Regions from separate parts of the Sus scrofa genome. Here regions 2, 3, 4 and 5 are each linked to region 1. The links are chromatin contacts, called in public Hi-C, HiChIP or PLAC-seq and promoter capture Hi-C maps. All regions are on one chromosome and are shown on one strand. The core of a region is the stretch at or near the end of the contact, and the rest is flanking DNA. Distances in the headings are between cores, read along the strand shown.

The links. Promoter capture Hi-C pulls out the DNA fragments that hold promoters and counts their contacts. Hi-C and Micro-C count contacts between places; a contact is called where the count stands out from the background. HiChIP or PLAC-seq counts read pairs in DNA pulled down with a chosen protein or histone mark.
Region 2: a contact with region 1 is called in an H3K27ac HiChIP or PLAC-seq map of skeletal muscle, with 4 times the contacts expected there. The contact joins the promoter of GSAP here to the promoter of FBXL13 in region 1. A contact is called at or near these places in 1 of 47 Hi-C or Micro-C datasets (heart right ventricle) and 2 of 2 datasets of contacts at active chromatin or transcription factors (alveolar macrophages and skeletal muscle).
Region 3: a contact with region 1 is called in a promoter capture Hi-C map of liver, with 6 times the contacts expected there. The contact joins the enhancer-like site here to the promoter of FBXL13 in region 1. A contact is called at or near these places in 3 of 5 promoter capture datasets (fetal liver, fetal skeletal muscle and liver), 21 of 47 Hi-C or Micro-C datasets (adipose tissue, alveolar macrophages, embryonic fibroblasts and 12 more) and 2 of 2 datasets of contacts at active chromatin or transcription factors (alveolar macrophages and skeletal muscle).
Region 4: a contact with region 1 is called in an H3K27ac HiChIP or PLAC-seq map of alveolar macrophages. The contact joins the enhancer-like site here to the promoter of FBXL13 in region 1. A contact is called at or near these places in 2 of 5 promoter capture datasets (fetal liver and fetal skeletal muscle), 10 of 47 Hi-C or Micro-C datasets (embryonic fibroblasts, epiblast stem cells, fetal liver and 7 more) and 1 of 2 datasets of contacts at active chromatin or transcription factors (alveolar macrophages).
Region 5: a Hi-C map of skeletal muscle shows a contact between it and region 1, with 5 times the contacts expected there. The contact joins the promoter of FAM185A here to the promoter of FBXL13 in region 1. A contact is called at or near these places in 4 of 5 promoter capture datasets (fetal liver, fetal skeletal muscle and liver), 30 of 47 Hi-C or Micro-C datasets (adipose tissue, alveolar macrophages, blood and 16 more) and 2 of 2 datasets of contacts at active chromatin or transcription factors (alveolar macrophages and skeletal muscle).

Annotation. Positions count from the first base shown.
Region 1 is chr9:103,176,895-103,181,439 of Sscrofa11.1, reverse strand. It overlaps FBXL13 (F-box/LRR-repeat protein 13), which reads left to right and starts at 2,061. Exons shown (of 21, transcript XM_013979811.2): 1 at 2,061-2,192. The coding sequence starts at 2,118. ARMC10 (armadillo repeat containing 10) reads right to left here and starts at 1,686. Exons shown (of 6, transcript NM_001244923.1): 1 at 1,493-1,686. The coding sequence starts at 1,631.
Region 2 is chr9:102,692,607-102,697,151 of Sscrofa11.1, reverse strand. It overlaps GSAP (gamma-secretase-activating protein), which reads right to left and starts at 2,306. Exons shown (of 32, transcript XM_021102559.1): 1 at 2,115-2,306. The coding sequence starts at 2,214. It overlaps LOC110262246 (a long non-coding RNA gene), which reads left to right and starts at 1,742. Exons shown (of 2, transcript XR_002347079.1): 1 at 1,742-2,031; 2 at 2,643-4,545.
Region 3 is chr9:102,763,363-102,767,907 of Sscrofa11.1, reverse strand. GSAP (gamma-secretase-activating protein) reads right to left here. Exons shown (of 32, transcript XM_021102559.1): 21 at 3,989-4,117; 22 at 2,815-2,873; 23 at 2,104-2,135. Among named protein-coding and RNA genes, the nearest start is that of GSAP, 71 kb to the right of the region's middle. Within about 2 kb of position 2,432, at least 28 of the 83 cell types and tissues checked have an H3K27ac peak or open chromatin away from gene starts, as enhancers often do. A contact at or near this core is called in adipose tissue, alveolar macrophages, liver and 5 more, where this site is marked.
Region 4 is chr9:102,809,893-102,814,437 of Sscrofa11.1, reverse strand. CCDC146 (coiled-coil domain-containing protein 146) reads left to right here. Exons shown (of 20, transcript XM_021102558.1): 6 at 498-674; 7 at 2,565-2,638; 8 at 3,833-4,060. All of the region lies in intron 1 of LOC110262247 (a long non-coding RNA gene), which reads right to left. Among named protein-coding and RNA genes, the nearest start is that of FGL2, 57 kb to the left of the region's middle. Within about 2 kb of position 1,972, at least 7 of the 83 cell types and tissues checked have an H3K27ac peak or open chromatin away from gene starts, as enhancers often do. A contact at or near this core is called in alveolar macrophages, fetal skeletal muscle, omental adipose tissue and 1 more, where this site is marked.
Region 5 is chr9:102,917,675-102,922,219 of Sscrofa11.1, reverse strand. FAM185A (protein FAM185A) reads right to left here and starts at 2,274. Exons shown (of 10, transcript XR_002347078.1): 1 at 1,576-2,274. It overlaps CCDC146 (coiled-coil domain-containing protein 146), which reads left to right and starts at 2,462. Exons shown (of 20, transcript XM_021102558.1): 1 at 2,462-2,667.

The DNA.
Region 1 (4,545 bases), core at 812-3,311:
TTTAAAAGCTAAGTAAGGATGCAACTAGAGATTATCATACTAAGGGAAGTCAGTCAGAAAGAGAAAGACAAACACCATATATCACATCTGTAATCTAAAATATGGCATTTACAGGAAGAAACAGACTCACAGGCATAGAAAACAGACTGGTGCTAATAAAGTGGGAGTGGGGAGGGAGTGGGAGGGTCTGGGAGTTTGGGGTTCATAGATGCAAACCATTACATTTAGAATGGATAAGCAATGAGGTCCTGCTGTACAGCACAGAAAACTACATCCAGTCTATTGGGATAGCCATGACAGAGGATAGTACAAGAAAGGGAATGTATTATATGTATGACTGGGTCACTTAGCTATACAGCAGAAACTGGCACAACGATGTAAATCAACTGAATACTGAAATAAAAAATAGATTTTAAAAAGTCTGCAGAATTTCATCTATCATTCCAGGCCCTGCAACACTGTGCAGAGTTAGAGGAATCTCTCTGGTAACACCATAAGGTCCCTCCCCCACCATGTCCTCTGCCTTTTGTCTGTGGGAAAACTTTAGCCAAAGAATAAATTTAATCGGAGAAGTGAGAAAATGCAGGAGCCAAGGAAGAGAGTTGAATGAGACCAAATAATAACAGTTTAGTCATTAAGCAAAGTCAAGGACCTTTAGTTCCTCCTCAAGGGCTATAGATAATATTCTGAGCCATATCCTATGAACTATCTTGTAGATATCAAAACCCCCACCAGGTAGAAGAAGTCAACTGCACCGTGATCCGCCTATGGCCGTGATATATGCTGCCACCATTTAGAGAACTAGCCTCAAAGAAATGGGAACAAACCCACCCTGGAACTGAAGACTTAACTGTACTTAAAACAATCAAGATGACACTGGTCAGACCAGGGGTGACCAATTTCAAGAAGACTGTCACAGCTGACTTTGCTGTTTCTGCATGTAGCCCCTCCCTCCGCCTATATAAAGCTTATGCCCACTGACTGTCAGCGGGGCATTCATCCTTTGGACAGAAGTGCCCCCCTCCCATTTCTGGCATCAGAAATAAAGGAAACTTTCCTTTCCACCAACCTTGCCTTTTTATTAGCTTTAGAGCAGCAAGAGGTCAGACCCACACTGGGTAACAACTGAGAGAGAGCAAGCTTCAACGTGAGAGGCAATCAACATGCTTTTGCAAAACTTAATCTGTCCGCTGTGACGCCAGACTCAGGCAAGAGAGTTTGGGCAATTTTTCAACCGGGGTTTTGAACAAAGAAATGGAGGCAGGGAAGCAGCTATGAACCCTACCCCAAACAGGCTGAAGATTCCCCTTCAGCACCTGTTGGGGCTTCCCAACTTCACCCTTCTTACCAGCCTCCCTCCTTCCCTCCCTAGGTGGGCTCCTTATTTTACCCCCTGCACTGAAAAGCCATGAGCGCCTGCGGCGGCTTCAACCCCACCCTGGGAAAGCCCTGTGCCCAGCTGGCCCACCTATTAGGCACCCCAAGGCCTTACCTGCGGACCGCGAGGGGCGCAGTCCAACCCGACGGGCACCTCGCCGCTGGCCCCGCGTCAGCCTGTAAATGCAATAGCAGGCACCGGCCGCAAGGACCAGGCCCGCCGCCACCCAGCCCACGTCCCGGGCGCCGCCCATGCTCTCGCTGGGGCTGCGCGCAGCGCTGGGCCTGGCGGGCAGGGTCTGAAGCCAGCGAGACCCTTCGCCGCCCGAGCTCAAGCAGCCGCGAGAGAAAGGAAATGAGGGTCTGGGCTCCGCCTCCCGGAAGCCGCCCAGTTAAAATATAAAACCGCCCACTCGGGCCTGGATGCGTCCAGGCGGCTTCCTAGAGGCTGGGCGGGGCGAGGGTGAAGCGCTGCTAGCGCTCCAGGCCCCAAAAGGACCCAGGGGGCCTCCACAGCCGCCCAGAGGCGGGCTGGCGCCAGGCCGAGGCCCGCCCCTTTTCCGGCGGCCAGCGGCCGCAGGCTATTGGGGGCCTGGGACCAGTCGGTGCCTAGCCCCTCCCCTCCCCGCCGCGCAGTTGCCAGGGCAACGCCGGGACGCGCTAGCCCCCAGCTCAGGCGAGGCTTCGGAGCCGGGTTTGAAGAGCGGGTGAGCAGCGCAGTTTCAGCAGTGCCTCTGGTCATGGCCTCGTTGCGAGTTGCCAGCCCCAGACTGAGGAACTACTTCAAGGAGAACTACATTCCTCAGGTCTGCGAGGTACTGGAGCCACGTGGCAGCGGACTTAGAAGGAGGAATTGCAAGAGATTTCCCAGACGAGGGCCTAGGGTTTGGCGGGGAGAGGGAATGGAGGTTAGGAGGAATGAAAAGGGAAAGGATGAAGTCAGCTTTTGACAGGTTGGCGGTCTGGGCTGAATATACACATCAGAGAGTTGACGACAGAGGGGTAATGGTGGCTGAAAGGGAAGAAGGGGTGACATCTCCCAGGGAGAAAGAGAAAAGGAACTCAGGACAGAAAACCCCAAACTCCAGCATTTAAGGTTTGGACAAGGAAGAGCCTGAGTACTAAAGGATTGAGAATGAAGTGCCCTAGAGACATAGGAGGAAGAGTAGGAGAGTGTGCCCTTATGGTGAGAGTCACCTAAGATAAGGACCACCTTATCTTAATGTCACCTATCCTTCAGATAAGGATCTGAAAAGATGTGGTGGATTTGGCTCAAGATGAGTTTGGGTATTCATTGGAAGGATGAAGGTAGAAAATACACTGAGGTTGGCTGAGGGATGGAAGCTGAGACCTTTAGATGGAAGTCATTCCTTTGTGAAAAGTACCCCACAACCAGGAGGAAGGACTTGTTTCCCTCCCCACCAAAACAGGAGAGAAGAAAGACAGGGGTGGATAAGTTTTGTAGGTTTGGAGACAGGAAGCCAAGAAAGTTCTCTTCTGGTGATTTCTATTTTTTCTACACATAATGGGTGAAATATTTGCCAAGAATATGTACGTTTGGGTGGGGATGGAAGGTGCAGAAGGGATTTTGAGTAGTTATGTGGAGAAGGAGGGAGAGCTGGAAGTCTAGGGAAGGAAAGAGAAGGAGAGCCAGGTAGTGTTGAGAGCCCAGCTTGGGGTAGTAACCCTCCTATTCAGGTAGGAGAACACTTTGGTACAGTCTTCTCTTTTTTGGATGCTAATGTTAATAAATGCTTTGATCAAGCATTTCCACTTCTCAGGGTTTGCTTTAGGGATATACTTGCACATGTAACCAGAAGGATGTACAAGTATATTCATTATGATATTGTTGCGTAGTGAAAATGGTAAAAACCTAAGTGTGAATAGTGGAATGGGATATTGTGTAGAATAAAGTATACTGTATCTTTTGAGAAGAAAGGCTCTCCATGACATCCTAATTTTTTAAAAAATGGAAAAAATATGCAAGTTGCTTAAAAAAGTATCTACTACAATCTAGCTACCTGTTTTCATATTTGTATGTATATGTGTATATATGTATTTTTATATGTATATGTTTGTGCATATATGTCTATATTTAAGAAAATAATACACTTATAGAACATATGGCAAACTATTAACAGCAAATGTTTTGGGGAATGACTTTAGGGGAGAACTCTAATCGTTTATTCCATATACATCTGTATTGTTTTAGATTATTTATTTATTTATTTATTTTTGTCTTTTTGCCTTTTCTAGGGCCACATCCATGGCACATGGAGGTTCCCAGGCTAGGGGTCTAATCAGAGCTGTTGCTTCCAGCCTACACCACAGCCACAGCAACTTGGGATCTGAGCTGTGTCTGCGACCTACACCACAGCTCACAGCAACACCGGATCCTTAACCCACTGAGCAAGGCCAGGGATCGAACCGCAACCTCATGGTTCTTAGTCGGATTCGTTAACCACTGAGCCACAATGGGAACTCCTGTTTTAGGTTTTTTAGAAGGTTTTTTTTGGCCACGGCTGAGATGTGTGGAAATTCCCAGGCCAAGAAATAACCTGAGTCACAGTGGCAGCTTGAGCTGCTGCAGTGACAACTCTGGATCCTTAACTTGCTGCACTACAAGGCAACTCCTATTTTAGTGTTTTTAGCTTGAGTTTCATTCATGTTTTACCTCTATACAATTATATTTGAAAATGTGTAGAAAACATGGTATACGCCTTCCCAGTCGTATGATTTTCTGAAACATACATAGGTAGACAAATAAGAGCTGACTTCATTCAGGATAGGAGTTTGGCAGACCTATATTATGGAAGGGCAATGGTGAGGAAGTTAAGCTTTTGAGAGGGCCTGAAGTGGTGGAGCAAGGACTCTAAGGACTGGGTGGGAAATGAGAACAAGACATAATAATGATATGTGGGTACAAAGTGGAAGTTTTTAAGAAGTGAATGAAGAGAGGTAGAGAGAGTAATTGAGTGAAGGAGGTGGACAAGTAGGAAATGGGGCTCAGAAAGTAGAATGTTTGTACTTCTTGGTATCTTATAAGACCTCATTTCTTTCTTTCTTTTTTTTTTTTTTTTTTTTTTTTTGTCTTTTGTCTTTTGTCTTTTGTCTTTCTTTAAGGCTGAACCTGTGGCATGCAGTTCCCAGGCTAGGCGTCTAATCAGC
Region 2 (4,545 bases), core at 1,057-3,556, 480 kb after region 1:
AAGAAATCTTCAATTGTATTTATTGATGTAAAAATATTAAGGCTTCAAATTTAGAGAGTGAGTGTGCAGAGAGGAGATTTTACAATGGTATAATTACACATAACTTACATTTGAAAAGCCAAGACTTTGAAAAGAAAATAATTTGTGCAAATGTGTGGAGTAACAGCTGTGCTAGAAATAAAATAGAATCTCAGATTCCCCTGCCAGTGCTACAAATTATAGCAGAAGAATTAACTTGTGGAGGGTTTTTTTGAGCTACCACTCACTGGTGATTATCAGAAGTAGCAATTTCTTTTAGCATAACAGGGCTAGCATCTTTCCAAGGTGCTCTGCAAGAGCAAAATACTACCAATATCAGAAAAAGCTGGCATTTCTAGTGAGTTTACTTTCTGAAGACCCAACAGTATCTGGTATTTAGTGGAATGTCAACCCACAAGTTTATATTTCTTTACAGATGAGTGAAAGACACAAGGAAGCCAAAACCTAACTAGCTCATACACAGCGTTTTGATCACAACACACGTTACTGAAACACAAGACTGTGGCATTTCACACTTCATCTAACTTCTCATTTTCAGAAACCTGCCACTTAGCTATCTAAGATGGAGGTCCAGAGAAAGGACCACTTTGTGATGGAAAGCAGACTGAGAGCTCCTTGGTGTGTTTTCAAAAGTTAAACCTTCAAAAATTCTTTAGATGCTCAGGAGACTTTTAAAAATTTCCTCCCAAAGTGAAGTTTTACTAATAATGACACTAGTCATTAGTCAAACTCACTAGTCAAACTCAAGCCTTGAGCTAGACAAACACAACTCCTTATTTGGGACCAATAACCAAAATGCCAAGACAAGGAACCATACAAATATCCTGCTAAAGCCATAGGATAATGTGAAGATAAACAGTAGGGATAGAAAACTTTCACCAGGGTTAAGGGGAAAGGAGTTGTAGACATGGATATTTTGATAGCCCTCCCCAAAAATGCCCTCCAGCAGTCTACAGTGTTTAAGGAAAACCAAAGAGACAAACTGAATTGGCTAGCTCCTATGCACAACTGGGATCCAGGGTATCAGTGCTTTGAACCTGAACTTAAGCCCTGAAGATGAAACACTTATTTACAGGAAACTTCCCTTCTTAAAAAAACAACCTGGGAAATCACAGAATTCCCCTTCTTTAAAGTTTTGATTGATCAATGCTGAGAAGACTCAAAAGTCACTTTTCACTCCATCAAAATTAAAAAATTTCTAAAACCAAAGCCCAACTGTCCAGAATGCATTCCAATCCATCCTGAAGAAACTGGGCATCACTTGGTGTCTTGCCCCTTGCTGGCCTGCACAGGTGGTCTCTGGAATGGTGGTGATGGGCCTGAGGCTTTGGAAAAGAGCAGGCTCTCAGTTCACTGCTCACAGACTGAAATCGGTCCCCTACCCTCTGACACTTCACCTCTGAAGTGGCATGTCCCCTAAATTATGGACACTGTTCACACAGAAACACGTCTCACAAAAGTGAGGGCAAACTGTGCAACTATTAAGTACTCATATGGTGATTTTCTTGGTGGCCGTGATTCATCTTCTCTTTCTCCTGACTCGAGAGCTCCAGGAGCCCCCAGTCTTGGTAGAGCCCTCACCAGGGTGATAAATCTTTTCAGGCAGGTTAGATGTGAATGAAGCAGCGAGAACCACCCTCCCAACTCCCCGCAGCCTGGGGCTGGAGGAGCGGAGTCTGGGCAGCAGCTCCTCCACGCCTTGCCCTGATGCTAAAGGTACCACTAGTGTCCCCAGGCTTTCTGCTGAAGATGATTTACTATGGGCAACCAGTAAGCCCATAGCTGGAGGGCTCGCAAGAAGAAGCAGTGCAGCTCGGCCGAGATCCTCCCCGGGGGCTGCCCTCCAATCTTCACCCCGGTGGCCGGGTGACAGTGGCAAAGCCCAGATTCAAAGAGGGAAGCTCGCGCCTTCGGCACCAACCTTGGTAGGGGGCACAGGCTGCCGCCGTCCGGCCGGCGACCACCACCCTGGCCCAGCCCGGAACCCTCTAGGTACGAACGACTCCGAGTCCCCAGCCTTGACCGCCTCCTCCTGCCACCACCCCCCACCCCGCCCAGACGCGCGCCTCCGGCACCTGGGCCGCCGCCTCCGGGCGCAGCGGCCGCTGACGCCGCCCGCAGCCACGGTAGCACGTCCTTCCTGAGATCGAAGTCGGCGACAAGACGGAGAGCCATCGCCCGGACGCTGCCTCGGGGCGACTCTGGGGCCCCGCGCCTCGGACATTCCCGGCCCTCCGCGCGCCACCGCGTCCGCCCCTCCTTCCTCTCCCCCGCCCGCCGCTTTCGGTTCCGTCGCGTCGGGGCGGGAGAAGCCCCGGCACCGCCGCCTCCCGGCCCGGCCCGCGCCGCACACCCGAACCACGGGCTGCCCTCGCCGAGCTGGGAGGGAGGGAGACTGCGGCGCGGGGACCAGGGCCACCGAGGCCCGGAACCTTCGCTTGTACTCCCAGGGCGGAGGACCCAGAGGGCCCGAGGATTTGTTTTTTAAGAGACGTGGAGAAGTCGCTAGACCGATGGTTTCCAAGCTATGCTGCACGTTACATGTGGGCGCTAAGCGTTTTGGGACTTGCTTTGAGTTTTTTTTTTTTTTTTTTAATCCCCAGGTGATTCCACTGTGCAGCAAAGTGGCTAGACGGAGGTATTACTAGCTGATTCACCTGAGAAAGTTCAAGTTCACTGCCACCGGGGATTGAAGCAGGCGGCCGCTTGGCCCTATTCGACCCGATTTCAGGGTGAGGGTGTTTTATTAGTGGTATTTAGGTGGTAAGTAGCAGCGAGGAGTGTGTGAACAAGATTCTGAGAGACATACGGAGACGCTGGAAAGGGTCAACCAGCTCAACACAAACAGGGCCTCTGCCTGTTTACACGGTTCCCTACACTGGCTTCAAGGAGGCTGCATTAAAGATTCAGGGAGGGCAGGAGTTCCCGTCGTGGCTCAGTGGTTAACGAATCCGACTAGGAACCATGAGGTTGCGGGTTCAGTCCCTGGCCTTGCTCAGGGGTTAAGGATCCGGCGTTGCAGTGGGCTGTGGTGTAGGTCGGCGGCTACAGCTCCGATTAGACACCTAGCCTGGGAATCTCCAGGAAGAGGACCTGAAAATGACAAAAAAAAAAAAAAATTAAGGGAGGGCAGACCTGTGTTTGCCAAAGGAGTGTGCGGGAGAGAGGGAGACTGACCGGGAGTTTGGAGTTGGTGGATGCAGACTGTTATGATTAGAATGGATGGTTGATGGGGTCCTACTGTACACCCCAGGGAACTGTGTCTGGTCTCTTAAGCTACAACATGATGAAAAAAGAAAAAAAAAAAAAAAAAGAATGCGAATGTGTATGTATGGGTGGCTGGGTCACTTTGCCATACAACAGAAATTGAAGGAACATTGTAAATCACCCATAATTAAAAAAAACAAAAACTTTTAAGTTAAAAAGGCGGGGAGGGGGGAATTCCCTCTGTGCTTAGTCTTTTAAAAGTGCTCTACTTCCAGGTGGACCTGTCATTTTGGGCATCCTCTCATCCCTATCCCTAAAAATAAGCCCACTGTTTTCTTTATCTTGCCACTCAGGTTTCTTTTCATTCCCAAGTGCACACCATCAGAATTGCTTGCCCACCTCTGATGCAGATCTAGTCCATGGTGAACATCAAAACCAGGTTATTACTCTCCCTGAAATAAAGCTGTCTTCATGTCCCCATGTGGCAGACCTTGAGCAGCAGCTGACCACCACAGGATAAAGTCTCTATACTTTACCTGACCCTTCTGGCCTTTTTGCCTAGACCTTTAGCTGCAGGTTGGCCTGATTCCAAAACCCCTGTAACGCCACCTTCCTCCCTCTTAAAAAAAAAAAAAAAAAAAAATCGCCAAACTGTTCCCATCTGGATCCACAAAGCCTTCGCACTGCTTCAGCCCACAGCAACCTTCCCTAACCCGGAACTCCTAGAGAGGTGTTGCTAGTACACCTCATTTGACAGTCAAATACTGTACCAAGACAGGAATTGAATCTTGACCCTTTGCACACACCCCTGCACCAGCTAACAGAGCATCTACAAGGGGCGGGATTGTTATTGAAGAATGAGTCAATTCAGAAATAGACTAAGGAACACTTTGTCACAAGTTTCTCAAAGTTAGGGTCTGAAAACTACATGAATTGCAATCATGTGAGAAGCGGTTTTACAATGCAGACTCCTGGGCTCAGGTCTAGATCTGGGCTAGGCACAGAAGTGTGCTTTTTAGCCAGAGCCTCTGGTGATTTTTAGGCTCCATAAGGTTTGAAACACTTCTCCAAATAAAGGTAAAAGAAACTCTTGAATTTGCCCTAGGGATATGTTTCTCCAACTGAGGTGGTGGATGATTTCAGGCCATTTTCCACTACTTACCATCAGATATGTAGGAAAATCACCCCACCTGCAAAGTGTATGAAGCTTTAATAGAAATGCTTAATGGCACTGCTAATATTGCTAGTGCATAACAGGGAGGCCACTGAGGTCCTGGGGAGTTACTGCAATGAATGTTT
Region 3 (4,545 bases), core at 1,183-3,682, 410 kb after region 1:
ATTGAGTTACCGAGGTGAGGGGACCGGTCAATTACTGCGGCAAATGATAACTGGCACAAGGTAATTGAAAAACTAGCTAGATCGGGATGGAAAAGAGACATGGAAGGTTACATCAGATGGTGCTTTCTGCACCATGATGTGTACGGCACAGGCGAGACTGGAGGGGCAAACCATGTGTCTTTGAAGATCTGCCCTGGCCTCCCTGACAGAACCTTCGTGCCCATCTTCCTCTCCCAGAACCCAAGCCCCAGCACGGGTCAAGAGGGCAGAACTGCTTCTGCACCCCTTGGGATAAATCCTGTCTGGATCCTACCCGACCTGCCTGATTAAGATGAAACAATACAAAACTAGAGCCCAGCAGCCCTGAATCACACAGAGAATGTTCTGTTTTCTGACACTGATGACATTCTTTCTAGGGAACTAGCACAAGCAAAGCCCGTGAGAGGAAGGGCCAAGTTCCCTGAAGTGCAACAAGAGAGAATGACTAGTGATAGGATGCAAATGGGCCTAAAGTTCAGGAGCAGAAGGAGCTCTGACAGGACACAGGAACAGAGGACACACGGAAGCCCTGGCCAGACCAGCCACACTTCCCATGTTGCAAGTCCCCCATCAGTGCAAGGGGGGAGCCTGAATCCCACACGTTCATGTGTGCCTGGCCTACTGCTCCTGCCTGGTGCTGGTGGAAGACCCGGGGCTTCAGGCCTAATGGCTTGGTCCCCTGGGGCTGCTCAGTGAAGTCACAGCTCACAGGGCCATGCGCACAGCTACAGGATATGAGCCAATGCACTGTACAAAATCATTTCCTCTGGGGTCACCCTGCATGTACCTCAGTGGCCAAGGCTGTAACATGGAAGTGGGGTATAAAAACAACAGCTCTTTTTTTTTAACAGAAGCTGACCTTTAGGAGGTGTGAAAGAGTTCCACTGACAAAACCACAGAAAAGCCTGTGTGTGCATATGCTGAGCATCCTCTTCCCCTGGTTTCCCTCAGCTGAGTCCCCCTTGTTTGTCAAGACTTGGCTTCCACATCACCCTCTCTGAGAAGCCTTTTCCAACCACTGTCCCTACTCCCCACAAGCCCTCACCCCTGCAGCCTGCAGCTGCACAATGCCAGCCCTCTAGTTTAGAAGCTGTGTGTTAGCATTGCTTCCTCACATGCTAAAGATAAAGCAGCCCCCTAGGGCATCCCAGCACCAAGCCAGGGACTGGGCCCTACAAACATTTCCTCTCATTTTCTTCCCACCCTTGCCCTGGGAAGGACAACACACAAAATGAATAAATGGCTTGCCTGGGAGTACAGAGTCAACATGTGGCCAAGCTGGAGCCCAGTTCTGTCTGCTTTGAAGCCATGCTCCTCCCTCATAACCACACTGCTTGTCTAGAGGCCCCTCGTCTTCGCACCCCATGACCTAGCCTCCTACCCCCGTGAGCTAATAACCCAAATGAAAGGACCATGCAAGTCAAAGACCCTTCCCTCATCAGACAGCTGGAGAGAAAGCAGCCTTAAGCCGAGGGAAGTATACTATTCAGGTACAGCAGAGGGCATGTTAATTAGATCAGCTCTATGAGGAAATGTAAGGAAAATCAACAGTGGACTTGTATTTGCCAAGGACGTGGCAGGGTGCAGAGGGATGGCCAGGGAGTTTGCAGTTAGTAGATGCAAACTATTACATTTAGAATGGATAAGCAATGAGGTTCTACTCTATGTACAGAACAGGGAAGTATGTCCAATTTCTTGGGATAGAAAATGATGGAAGATAGTATGAAAAAAGAATATATATATTTTTTCATATTATTACAAGGTCACTTTGCTGTACAGCAGAAATGGAAGGAACATGGTAAATACTTTAATTTAAAAATTTTTAAAAAGAAAAGAAAACAAACAGTCAAAGACTCCTCTGGCAAAGGCACGTTCAGCGGCTGTCCCCAAAGGACCTGATGCCAAGAGAGGCGTGAAAGGAGCTGGGTGACCATTCTGATGGGAAGATAGGAAAGGGTGCTATTGGAAGTGATTTCCCTGCCAACCCACAGTGGGAGGGAGAACCATGTTACAAACAAAATATGGTATGAAACCCAGAAGGCTTCATTACAGGTCTTTTCTTACCCGCACTCCTTGCTTCTAGGTTAGAAATCACCCTACAAAGAAATTAGCCAATGTTATTCACACAGGAAGCATTATTTAAAAGAAAAAAAAAGCCACAATACCATACAGAGACAATGTCCTTTAAAAGCCCATAAAACCACTGCAGAAACTGTTTTCGGGCTGTTGCAAACCTCAAAAACTTTAATCAACTTGGCAAAAGCCACATTAGGCAATTATAAAATCTCATAAGTCTTTAGTGCAAACAATGACAATAACGTAGAACAATTGCGGCACTCAGTTATTGGAAATAATGGGAACAGAAAATAGAACAGGAATTGGAACGGAGCCTATGCTTGTAAGCACTCCGAGATGACTCATCTACCCAGAAAATACACTTTCAAAACAAGAGCAGGCTCACCAGCCCACTAACACTTTTTAAAAATCAAACCACTGTTTGTACCCACCCCTAACATGCTCAGTTAATAAACGCTTTCTTTACCACTTTTTCCTACTAAGTCATCCACCCCCAGGATGTGAATCTAAAAAGTTTAACACATAAACTTTTCCCACTAGAAACTGCAGCTCCAAACTCAAGACTAGGGTGCAGGTGGCTGCATTCCTAAGCAGACAGCATCATCTTGCTAAGGTTACACAACACAAGTAAACTATTTTCCTGAGTTAACTGTAAAAGATAGCTATCTTACAGCTAAACTAATCCCTCGTTTTACTTACTTCATTGCATTATCAAGAATATTTCTCACATACACCATCGACCTTCTTTTTCTTGTTTTCTACAAATGAGGACACATCAGAGGTGTGGAAGTTGAAATTTTGTGGGTGACATTTTACACACGGAGTCATAATGCAGTAAGAGTTAAGAGTTCAGAAAAAGAGATACTTTCCAGGTAATCAGAACACCTAGATTCTTTAAAAATACTAGTAAAAAAAAAAAATCAGTTTTTGGAGTTCCTGTTGTGGCTCAAAGGTTAGCAAACCCAACTAGCATCCGTGAGGACTCGAATTCGATCCCTGGCCTTGCTCAGTGGGTTAAGGATCCTGCATTGCCTTGAGCTGTAGTGTAGGTTGCAGATGTGGCTTGGATGGATCTGGTATTGCTGTGGCTGTGGCGCAGGCCGGCAGCTGTTAGCTCCCATTGGACCCCTAGGCTGGGAACCTCCAGATGCCATGGGTGCAGCCCTAAAAAGACAACCCCCCCCCCCCAAAAAAAAAGTTTTATTCTGAAACCATTACATATCTCCAAGGAGTTAAAAGTCACCTATATATTATGTACAATAACACCACAACTATATCAACAATGCTACTTAGAGAGTTCACGTACCCTCCCCCACCCCAGTGTTTACATCTCATATAAATAACTATAGTGCAACACCAAAATCAGGAACATGGCACTGGTACATTGAGTGTGTACTTCTGCCACACTTTGAACACATGCATAAATTCACATACCACGAGGTACCACCCAATCAAGACACACAACAGCTCCATCACCTCGAAGATCTCCCCTTGCCTACCCTTTACAGGGGTCACAGTCACTCTTCTGCTTTTCAACCATCCCACATGCCCAGCAGCCACTAATTTGGGAACACTTGGATTTGTTTAAATCAATTTATCATGGAGTAATGCAAGAAAACAGGTCAGTCCTGCTTTTTCTATGGACATGCCATGTGTGTCTCTTAAACTCTTTGCATTGCGTTTCCTCTTCAAGAGGAGAGAGATCAGAGAAGCACCTTGGTCAGCCTACCGGACGTTAGCAGCACCCATCAACAGCGCCTGGCAGCTGGGGAGAGCGCTGTGGACAAAGCTAGCCTTGTGACCTCAGGGCATCATCTGACCTTTATCCACTAAGTTTCTGCTTCTAGCTTTGCTCTCAGGAACCCACACGTACCTCTTCCGAGATCAGGCTGAGCCACTCTCTCCTGACCATGCTGTTGTTATAGTGTAAGTGTGGCTTGGAGTACTTAACATATTCCAGGTTGGCATTCAGTTTTTCCCAGTAGCCCTTAAAGCTGTGCACCTGCGGGAGACAAACACACCAAGAGCTTGAGAAGCAGGTCCTGTGGCCCAAACTACCTGCTTGGGCCATGCAGGCCTTGCAGCCAAGCTGGGCTCACCTCACAGCCTCAGCTCTCGTGAGGCAGCATTTCTGAGTGAATACTTCCTACAGTGGATGGCATCCTTGTCCCAAGAGGAATTCTAAAATAGAGAGGCTCAAGGAGTCTTGCCTCCCTCCTTCCTTTTGAGCCCCTTTTGCACAGAGAGCAAGCTGCTCATGTCCCCAAACCAGCAGGACTCCCCTGGGTGAGGGCTAAGCTACACTGAACAGAGTGAGTCATTTCTTCCCCAGAGACCCACGTTGTGTCAACAATGCCCTGGTCAGTGAGAGAATGCTCACCAGATTTGCAGCACATGGAAAAATAGATTTACTTTCTGCTAAGTTTATTG
Region 4 (4,545 bases), core at 723-3,222, 370 kb after region 1:
AATTAGTTCATGGGAGTTCCCGTTGTGGCTCAGCATTTAAGGACCCCAATGCTGTCTCTGTGAGGCTGTGGTTTGGTCCCTGGCCTCACTGAGTGAGTCAGGGATCCAGCCTTGCTGCAAGCTTCAGCATTAAGTCACAGATGGGGCTTCTAGCTGGTGTGGCTGTGGCTGTGGCTGTGGCTGTGGCATAGGCCTCAGCTGCAGCTCCAATTCGACCCCTGGCCCAGGAACTTCCATATGTTGTAGATATGGCCATAAAAAGAAAAAAAAATAGTTCAACTCTAATGTAAAATGTTTAATGCATGCAGTATAATTGCCACACCTTTACTGAAGAGGTTAGAAATACTCAGTTGCATTTAACTTTGCAAGACATCATCCATGAAGCTCAAAACAAATATAATCAACATGGTGAGTAAAATCATTTTTAATTTGATGTTGAGGCAGACAGGTGTTGGCTCAGATGCTGGATAACCCAGTAATTCTCATGACTTTTAAAGGAAATGGAGAAGAAGGTGAGAATGTTGAGAGAAAGCACTGAAGAACTACGTAAGGAAGTAATGCAGAAGAAATTAGAAATTAAAAATTTACGGGAGGATTTGACATCGAAGCAAAAGCAATCACTAAAGGAGCAGAAGGAACTAGAAGAACTGTTGGAATATCAGGTCACTTTAAAGGTGTGCTATTTACAGTTCATAGCTATTTAAATGTGGTGCCTGCAGGGACATAAAACTGCAAGGGGATCAAGACAGATGCATAGGGTTGACAAAGATCAAACCCCACAAACTAAAGTGTCCTCTGCACTGTGCTGGATCCTATCAGACTCCCCCTGGGCTCCAGGAATTCACAAGAGACTTGAGTGTGTTGGGTAACATCCCTTTATGTCACTTCCTTCAAGAGCAACCAAGTGCCCTAACCTCTTCTGTGGATTTTTATTATTTGATCCTTGTCTGTCTGCTTGATTCTGCTTCGCGTCCCTCGCACCATGAAAGGGATGCAGGGCCTATGTTTATATTCTAGAAGATAATTAAAATTCACTTTATTTTGAAACACGTGTAACAAGTCTCAAAACAGTTTAAGTAACCTAGAGTTACTTTTTAAAATAACAACATCTGCATTGGCTGAGAGAGCAATCATGATTCACTTTGACCTCTTTTTCCTTAAGTCAGAGCCATCGGTCAAGACATACCTGTACCTGGGCACTGAACAGAGATGGATTTATGAGGAACCCAATGAAATGAAAGTCTTGGGCTGCTCACTTGCATGAACCTCTTCCAAGTTCCTCCCCTCCGCCCCCGATTTAGCATTTGTCATTTCTGACACTTTTTTTAAAGACCGTACAAGTTCTACCCTCATAAAACCTAGATCTGCCCCAGAACTAAGCAAGATCCCAGGAAGAAAAGCACCACACAGCAGGGATGGTTTCAGCCTCCAAGCATCGGTTCCCCCGGCCCCCAAAGTCCACCGTGATCCTCATGGGATCCTAAGATTGTTGAGGCTAAAACAATCTTGTGTGAATCCACAGAACATAACACAAAGTGGTGTTAGGCCAAGTCAGCTCTGATCTTGGCCTTGCCACACATGAACTTGCCACTTCTGTGACTGTGGGAACATTATTTAACCTCTCTTGGACTCAGTCTTAGGCAGGGGTCCCTAGAGGCAGAGAATAAGACAAGTATTCACTGAGGAAGAGCTCAAAGGACAGTCTGATAGAAGAGTCAGGGAAGCAGGAGAAACCCAGGGAAGAAGCGGAGCCAAAACATGCTTTCAGGAGAATCTTGGTTCCAAGCTGATCCCACGGGGAACTCCAGGCCATGAATTGCAACTCAGAGGTTGTTCCACCCTGAGGCAGGGGGGGTGGGCTGATCTGTCCCCGCATGGGTGAGTCATCAGTCATTCATCAGTCACAGCCTGCTCCCCTCCTTCCACCCTCTATTTCCTGACGAGGCAGCTCTGCCCAGACACAGCCTACCCAGAGACCAAGCCTGGGCTGCAAGCTGCCTCTGCACCCTCTGAAGGATGCACATCCCTCCGTGAGGGAAATCTGAGCAGAGCACCACCAGTATTTGTTACACTTCGTTTTCTCCTCTTCAAAATGCTAACAACCATAACTACCTTGGATGGTCGTTATGAGTACGAAATGGAATAGTAAAAGCTTGCTGCATATGGAGTTCCTGTCGTGGCACAGTGGTTGACGAATCCGACTAGGAACCATGAGGTTGCAGGTTTGATCCCTGGCCTCGCTCAGTGGGTTAAGGATCAGGCGTTGCCGTGAGCTGTGGTGTAGTTCGCAGACTTGGCTCAGATCTAGCATTTCTGTGGCTGTGGTGTAGGCCGGCAGCTGTAGCTCTGATTAGACCCCTAGCCTGGGAACCTCCATATGCCTCGAGTACAGCCCTAAAAAGACAAAAGTCAAAAAAAAAAAAAAAAAAAAAAAAACTTGCTGCACAGCACAGCGAGCTAATACTGAGAAGAACTCTACACCTTGTAGTTCTCTCCTATGTAATTTTCTTAACTGCTCCTGGTCCAAGATTACCTAATTTAACAGGGTTCCCTTTCTTTGCTAGGATGAAGTGGTCCACCATCAAGCCATTCCTGTACAAATTGGAAAAGAGATAGAAAAGACAATGCGCAAAAAAGTGTATGATTGAATATGTTTTATTTGTTGTCCTTCCCTGCCCACTCTCCCCTAAGTTATGTGTGCATGCTAAAACAAGAATGTTAACCACTGAACGCATCAAATTACTGTCATAGTTTTAGAAGTATCTGCGCTTGGCCCTGCCTAGGCTGTGTAGATCAAGTTCTTTCAAAGAATGCAGTGCAGCATATTACTGTCATTCCTAATACTTATTTATATCTTAATTTGGGGACAGTATTCTCTTTCCAATTGACAAATCATCTCTGTTTAGAGAACTCCAGTTGACTTTAACAGGGCTAGGTATGGAATAAATTATCTGAATGGGGTGGAGTTTCATGATCTGGCTCTATGTCCACCTAAAGCAGGTGCCTAAAGCTTGAGGGATAGTAACTCTTCACTTGCCACCTATTCATGGGTGTAAGACCCCCAAACGTTCAGAGTAGATTTGGAGGCAGAAACCACTGAGGAATTCTCAAGGTTTAGAGGAACCCCAAAAGATAAAGAAGTGAAGAGACAAAAATCTGGAGAAGAACTACTATGAATCCTCTGGTGACTGACCTTAAAAGAAGAGGAGGAGTTGCCATTGTGGCTCAGAGGATAATGAATCCAATGAGCATCCATGAGGATACGGGTTTGATCCCTGGCCCTGCTCAGTGAGTTAAGGGTCTGGCGTTGCTCTGAGCAGTGGTGTAGGTTGCAGGTGAGGCTCGGATCTGATGTGGCTGTGGCGTAGGCTCACAGCTGCTGCTCCAATTCCACCCCTAGCCTGGGAACTTCCACATGCTACAGGTGTGCCCTCCCCCCAAAAAAAAGAGGGCAAAAAAGAAGCAGACACTAATTGTTCTAAAAGCCAAGACCACCAGCGCCAAAGTTGAGAAATTTACGTCTGTTCAGGGAAGCTGGTAAGGATGAGGGTAGAATCCCAGGAGACAGTAGCAGTGAGGATCTGAGGAGCAGGTTGGGGCTGGACAAACCCCTGCCCTCAGTGGAGACACCTTCTAAGTCCCACTCATCTGTGATCTTCACCCCACTTCTAAGATCACTGAATTTATGACTATCTGCTGCCTGGTCAGGGAGTAAAAACAGGTAAAGACAGCAGGGGCTCAAAAGAAGGCAAATGTGTGTGTGTGTGTGTGTGTGTGTGTGTGTGTGTGTTGTGTACACGCACATGTATATGCATGTACGTATCCCCCACAGAGAAATGGAAAAGAAAAAACTCACCCTAGAATGCGAATTCAAAGAGCTAAATGACTCCCTAAAGAAAGTTGAAACCAAAATTAACACTATAATGGAAGAGAAGGAGGATGTAATAAAGGAAGTTGAAGGCAAACGAGCCTTACTTGAGATTAAAGAACGAGAATATAACCAATTAGTCAAGCTACTGGAATTAACCAGAGAGAATGAAGCAGCTTCACTAACTGAAAGGTTAGTTATATTTATGTGGTTCCTTCTGTCATCTAAATTTTTCTTTAGTTTACATTCAAGGATACAAACATAGTCTGAAACATATTTACATTGATTCGATAAACATTTTTGTAAGAATGTTAAATCAAGTTTTACTACAAATAAAAGATGTATTAATAAAACACTTCGAAGTATTTTTTCCACCCTTTATTCACTGTCTTCATTTTTTGTGACCAAAGCTTAAGGCTACAATCTATCGTATTTTTATAAGTTTCTGAAATGCCCCTCTGGAAAATTGTATCATCTGAGTGTGTTATAATTGAGGGATCTTTTTCCTGAAAATGATGGTATTTCTGAGGTAATCATGATTTTTTTTTTCCTAATGGGAGAAATTTCATGGTGTGATTCCCTGGGGGTGTATTAACTTCCATTTTTAAGTAACATTTCAGGGAAACTAGCAAACTGTCTTTGCCAGTGTGCTCTTCCATTGGGTTGTTAACTGTTTT
Region 5 (4,545 bases), core at 1,025-3,524, 260 kb after region 1:
TACTACGCAGGTAGAGGAGTTAAGGCTAGACACTTAGCCTTAATTAAGAGAGAGAGTAGCAGTGGTGTACTCTCACTCATTCACTGAAACAATTATAGACAACCGTAGAAACATACCAAGTATGAAGAAAATCAAATTATGTTGATTTGAGTGCCTGTGGAGTATACACATAGAAACAGTAAACTGGGGAGTTCCCTGTTGTGACTAGTATCCATGAGGACGAGGGTTCCATCCCTGACCTCGCTCAGTGGGTTAGGCATCCAGCATTGCTGTGAGCTGTGGTGTAGGTCACAGATGCATCTCAGCTCCTGTGTTGCTCTGGTGTATGCTGGCAGCTGCAGCTCAGATTTGACCCCTAGCCTGGGAACTTCCATATGCTGAAGGTGCAGCCCGAAAAAGAAAAAGAAAAAAAAAAAGAAAGAGTAAACTGGAAATTAGATTCTGGCTCTAAAAAGAAGAATCAACAAAAATGTTTGGGTAATTCCATTTTTATCTGAGCTGTCACAAAATTTTACTTATCTCTATTTCAATACTCAGTCTATTTTGTACCACATAATATACTGGCAAATCTTCCTCCTTACCTCAGTCTAAAACATTTTGAAATCAGGGTCTCTTATCCAGGCTAGTTAAAAAGAAGTTAAGAAGCATTCAGGTACAGTGGTTGAACAGACTCCAGTCATTTCAAATCCCAGTTCCACCCTTTACATCTGAGAGAAAATGGGCATAGTCCTTGATGTATCCCCACTAGAAATAAAGTTTCATGAAGGCGTGGATTTTTTTTTCTACTTGTTGGCCCACAATAAATACTTGGTATATGAAACCTGCTGTATTTCAATTCACTTATCTGAAACTGTGACAATAACAGCAGCTAAAATATAGTGCAACTGTAAGGATTAAAAGAGATTCTCTTAAGTGTTAGCTGCTATTATGATCATGGTCAAAATCTTCCTTCAGTTCCAGGAAGGCAGTAAGCCTGGGAATATTTTCCTAGAAAAGTGCTGCATACTATACACAAGTTTCCCAGGCAGTCTTACTATGTGTTCTTTCTTCAAAGCCTGTTACTAACAGAAAATTTATTTAGGCCAAAGTGAACGGTGACGTTTTCAATAAGAAGCTGAGTGCCTGTTAGAAACCAAACACTCGGTCTGGGTTAAATGGAACATACAGACAAGGCTGTTCTGAGACAGAGACCCCAGACGGTGAGCAAGGGGAAATGCAGGTGGACTGCTTGCCAGAGAATAGATTATCAAGATAATCTAACCCTGAAAAAAAACTTCATTATTGACAAAGTGCAGTGACAGAAATAGATACAAAGTGCCAAAGGAGAATATAAGGGCTTCCACAAATGTTACTTATATATTCATCTTTCCATTCAATTTATAAAATTGCTGTAATTGAGTACCTAATTCCCAAAATAGAAAAAAAAAAAAAAAGGGCATCTTCCCTTCCGAAGGGGAAAATTGTAAATTACGTTGGAAAGTCATATCCAAAAAACCAATTAAAACTGCACGTCGGCCTAATTCAAGATAGCGCTACGTGTGCCCTGGGACCCAAACCGGTTTTAACTTCACTTGCCAAACATCAGGGGCGCGCTCACTTCCACAGACGCCTGGGGATCGATGACGTCGGACACGATGATCACCTCCTTCTGCGCCTCGTCGTATGTCACCTGCAGGCCGGCCACGGCCTGCGCCGCGCCCTCCACTCCACTCACCGCCACCAGCACGTGGTTGTTGTCCGGGTGGGAGATGGGGTCCAGGGGCTTCACGGCCAGGTGGCATGGAAGCCGTGCCCGCAGCCGACCGAAAGGGCTCACCATCAGCGCCCACTCTTTCAGACTCGGGCGCGCGGGGCCAGACGGAGAGACCTCGGGCTTGGACCCACCTGAGCCGTACATCCGGGCTTGACAAGCCCCACATGCCCAGGGCACTGAGGCCTCGGGGGCCCATGCTCGCAGCTGACAGAGCCGGAGGCAGCCCAGCCCCCATCCCCAGCGGAGGGTGAACATGGCGCGCCCCACTCACGCTCCCTAGGATCACCTGTCACAGGCCAGTCTCTCCGTAGCCAGTGGACCCGGCCACTGTGCCTGCTCAAGTCAGAAAGTAGACTTTAGAGAGGGTCTGCTGACGCAAGGGCAAGGCCGCCCACTTCCCTCAGCAACTTAAACCTCAGCTGCACACGCCTTGGCGGCAAATTGTAATTTGAAAGTTCTAAGTATCACAGTGACCAGGGACTCCTCGCCTACTCCTCCCCTTTCGCAAAGGCCAATGGGATAGGTAGTTCTAATGGAGGACAGCCGTCGGAGGGCTCCTGCAACTTATAAACTACATGTCCCAGGAGGCAATGCGCAGAGCTGTGCGCGTAGTAAGAGCTGGTGTTAGATAGGACTGGGAAGGCATGCGCCCTTTCTATCAAGCCCATTAGCCATTGGAGGGACTGGGGGCGGGGGGGAGGGGAAATCCACATAAGAATCCAACTGGCCAATGGAAAGCGTAGAAGGCGCAAGATGGGCAAGTCTGTATGGTTTCCTTGGATACCGAGGACGCGATTTCTTTGGAGAGGGTGGAGTTTTGGAGTGAGACCCAGGAGGCCATATCCACAGAAAAAAATAGGAATTTAAATAAGGATCAAAACCAAGGGAAGTGATAAGAAACTGCGCTTTTAAAGGTGAGAACAAGATCAAAATAGCATTATCCTCAGTGAGTGGTTAGATCTAGACCTCACTGAACTCGTGCGCGGTACCCTGTACGAAGAATCTCTCCGCAAGAGGGTAAAGACCAGATTAGTGTTTATTGAGGAAACTCCATATTTTACAGCAAATGTAGGGATAGCATTAGAATTCCTTCCCCTTCCTGACTCTAAGTGATTTTAGGCCAGTCATTGAATGTCTATGGGTTTTAATGCTGGTTCTTAAAATGAGGCCAATAATACCTCCCTTGCCTTGCCTCAAAGGGTTTTTGCAGGGATCAAATGAGATAATGGGTGTGAACACGATGCATTGGCTACCAAACTGTTGTCTAAATTACAGTATTTTTATTTTATAGCATATACGCTAAGTTACCAAGAAAAATCTGAGAGATCAGGACTGGTGTTGACAGCAGCATTGTTCTCTTTGACTACAAAAGATCCTCAGTTTTAGGACTAAAAATATACGAGAGTGAGAGAGAGAGAGACACGGAGTGAGTCAACACAGTGCAATGGGAAGAGTACGAAACTCGTTATTTTCCTGGCTCTGCCGTTGTCTGTCTGTTACCTACCTCTATTTCTTTAGCTTTAGGTGAAGAAGGATTGTGCTAAATGACTCTGTGAGGTCTGCTTTACCATTTATTATTCGGTGGGCAATTTTAAAAATGAGGAAAGATATATTTCCTCCTTTCTATCTATCGCTCTCTCTCTGTGCCCCTTCCTCCTCCTACAAATTATTCCCTAAATTATTCAGCAAAGATACACTGCAAACAGCGACATTCAGTAAAATGCAACAGCTGAAACTGAATGCCTTAAAAATTGAAGTCCTTGGTCAAGTGCAATGACCAGAATTACTGGGAGTTATAGTGATAGAGAGATGGGCTAACGTCCTCATGGGCTCAAGTCACAGGGTTCTTTGCTAGCCATTACCTTTTTAAAAATTCACTGTTTTTCTTAAGTTATCCTATCCTTTTTCCTTTTTGCCCCAGTCCTTCCTTTCACCTTGTGAAGGCTCACGATAGGTGCAAGCTTTTAGCTTTATTTAGTATTAAGTTCCCACTGAATACTACTAGTTCTTAGCTTTGTGTTTTATTTGGTCATCATTATTCAAACTACTCTTCAAACTGTCTTTTTAATGAAAACACATGGAACTAACTTTTGAAAAAGGCATTGGTTTAAGAAAGTTGAGAATACACTCAAATTTGTTGTACACATGCCAAATATTTTTACATTAAATAGGAACTCCAATAGATAATTTTGTTTCCATGATAATTTTTCCTTTTCTTATACAAACCAAGTTAGTGGAATTGGCAACTGAACAATAACTGTTTATGTGGCAAAATCATTGCTCTACTATTTTCAAATATACAAAATAACATGAGAGAAAATCACTGAAAAATTACTTTTCAGACCATCTGGGTTTAAAATGCAGAGAATTTACTTGTAAGATATTTTTATACCTTCAGCTTTTAAATAGCCATTCCTGTGGTCATAACATATACACATGATAAGGGTGTAAGTTATTAAAAGAGTTCAGTTTAGCAATATGCATAAAGCACCTTAAATAAATGTGTATCAATGACCTGGAAATTGTCCTTTTTAGAATTTAACATAAGCATAAAATTAGGGATATTCATGAAAACTTAGTTCGAGGAATTTTGTTTTATAGGGTTACTTATGACAATAAAGAATTGAAGCAGTTTAAAAGTCCAAAAATAGGAGGTTGTTACATGAATTAGTATACATCTGGAGTATTATACATCAACTTAAAATTCTATTTTGAAGATTATTCAATGATATGGGAAATCTTCCTTGACATAACTATAAGGAAAACCCCACAATTTTCTTTCTATATATGTC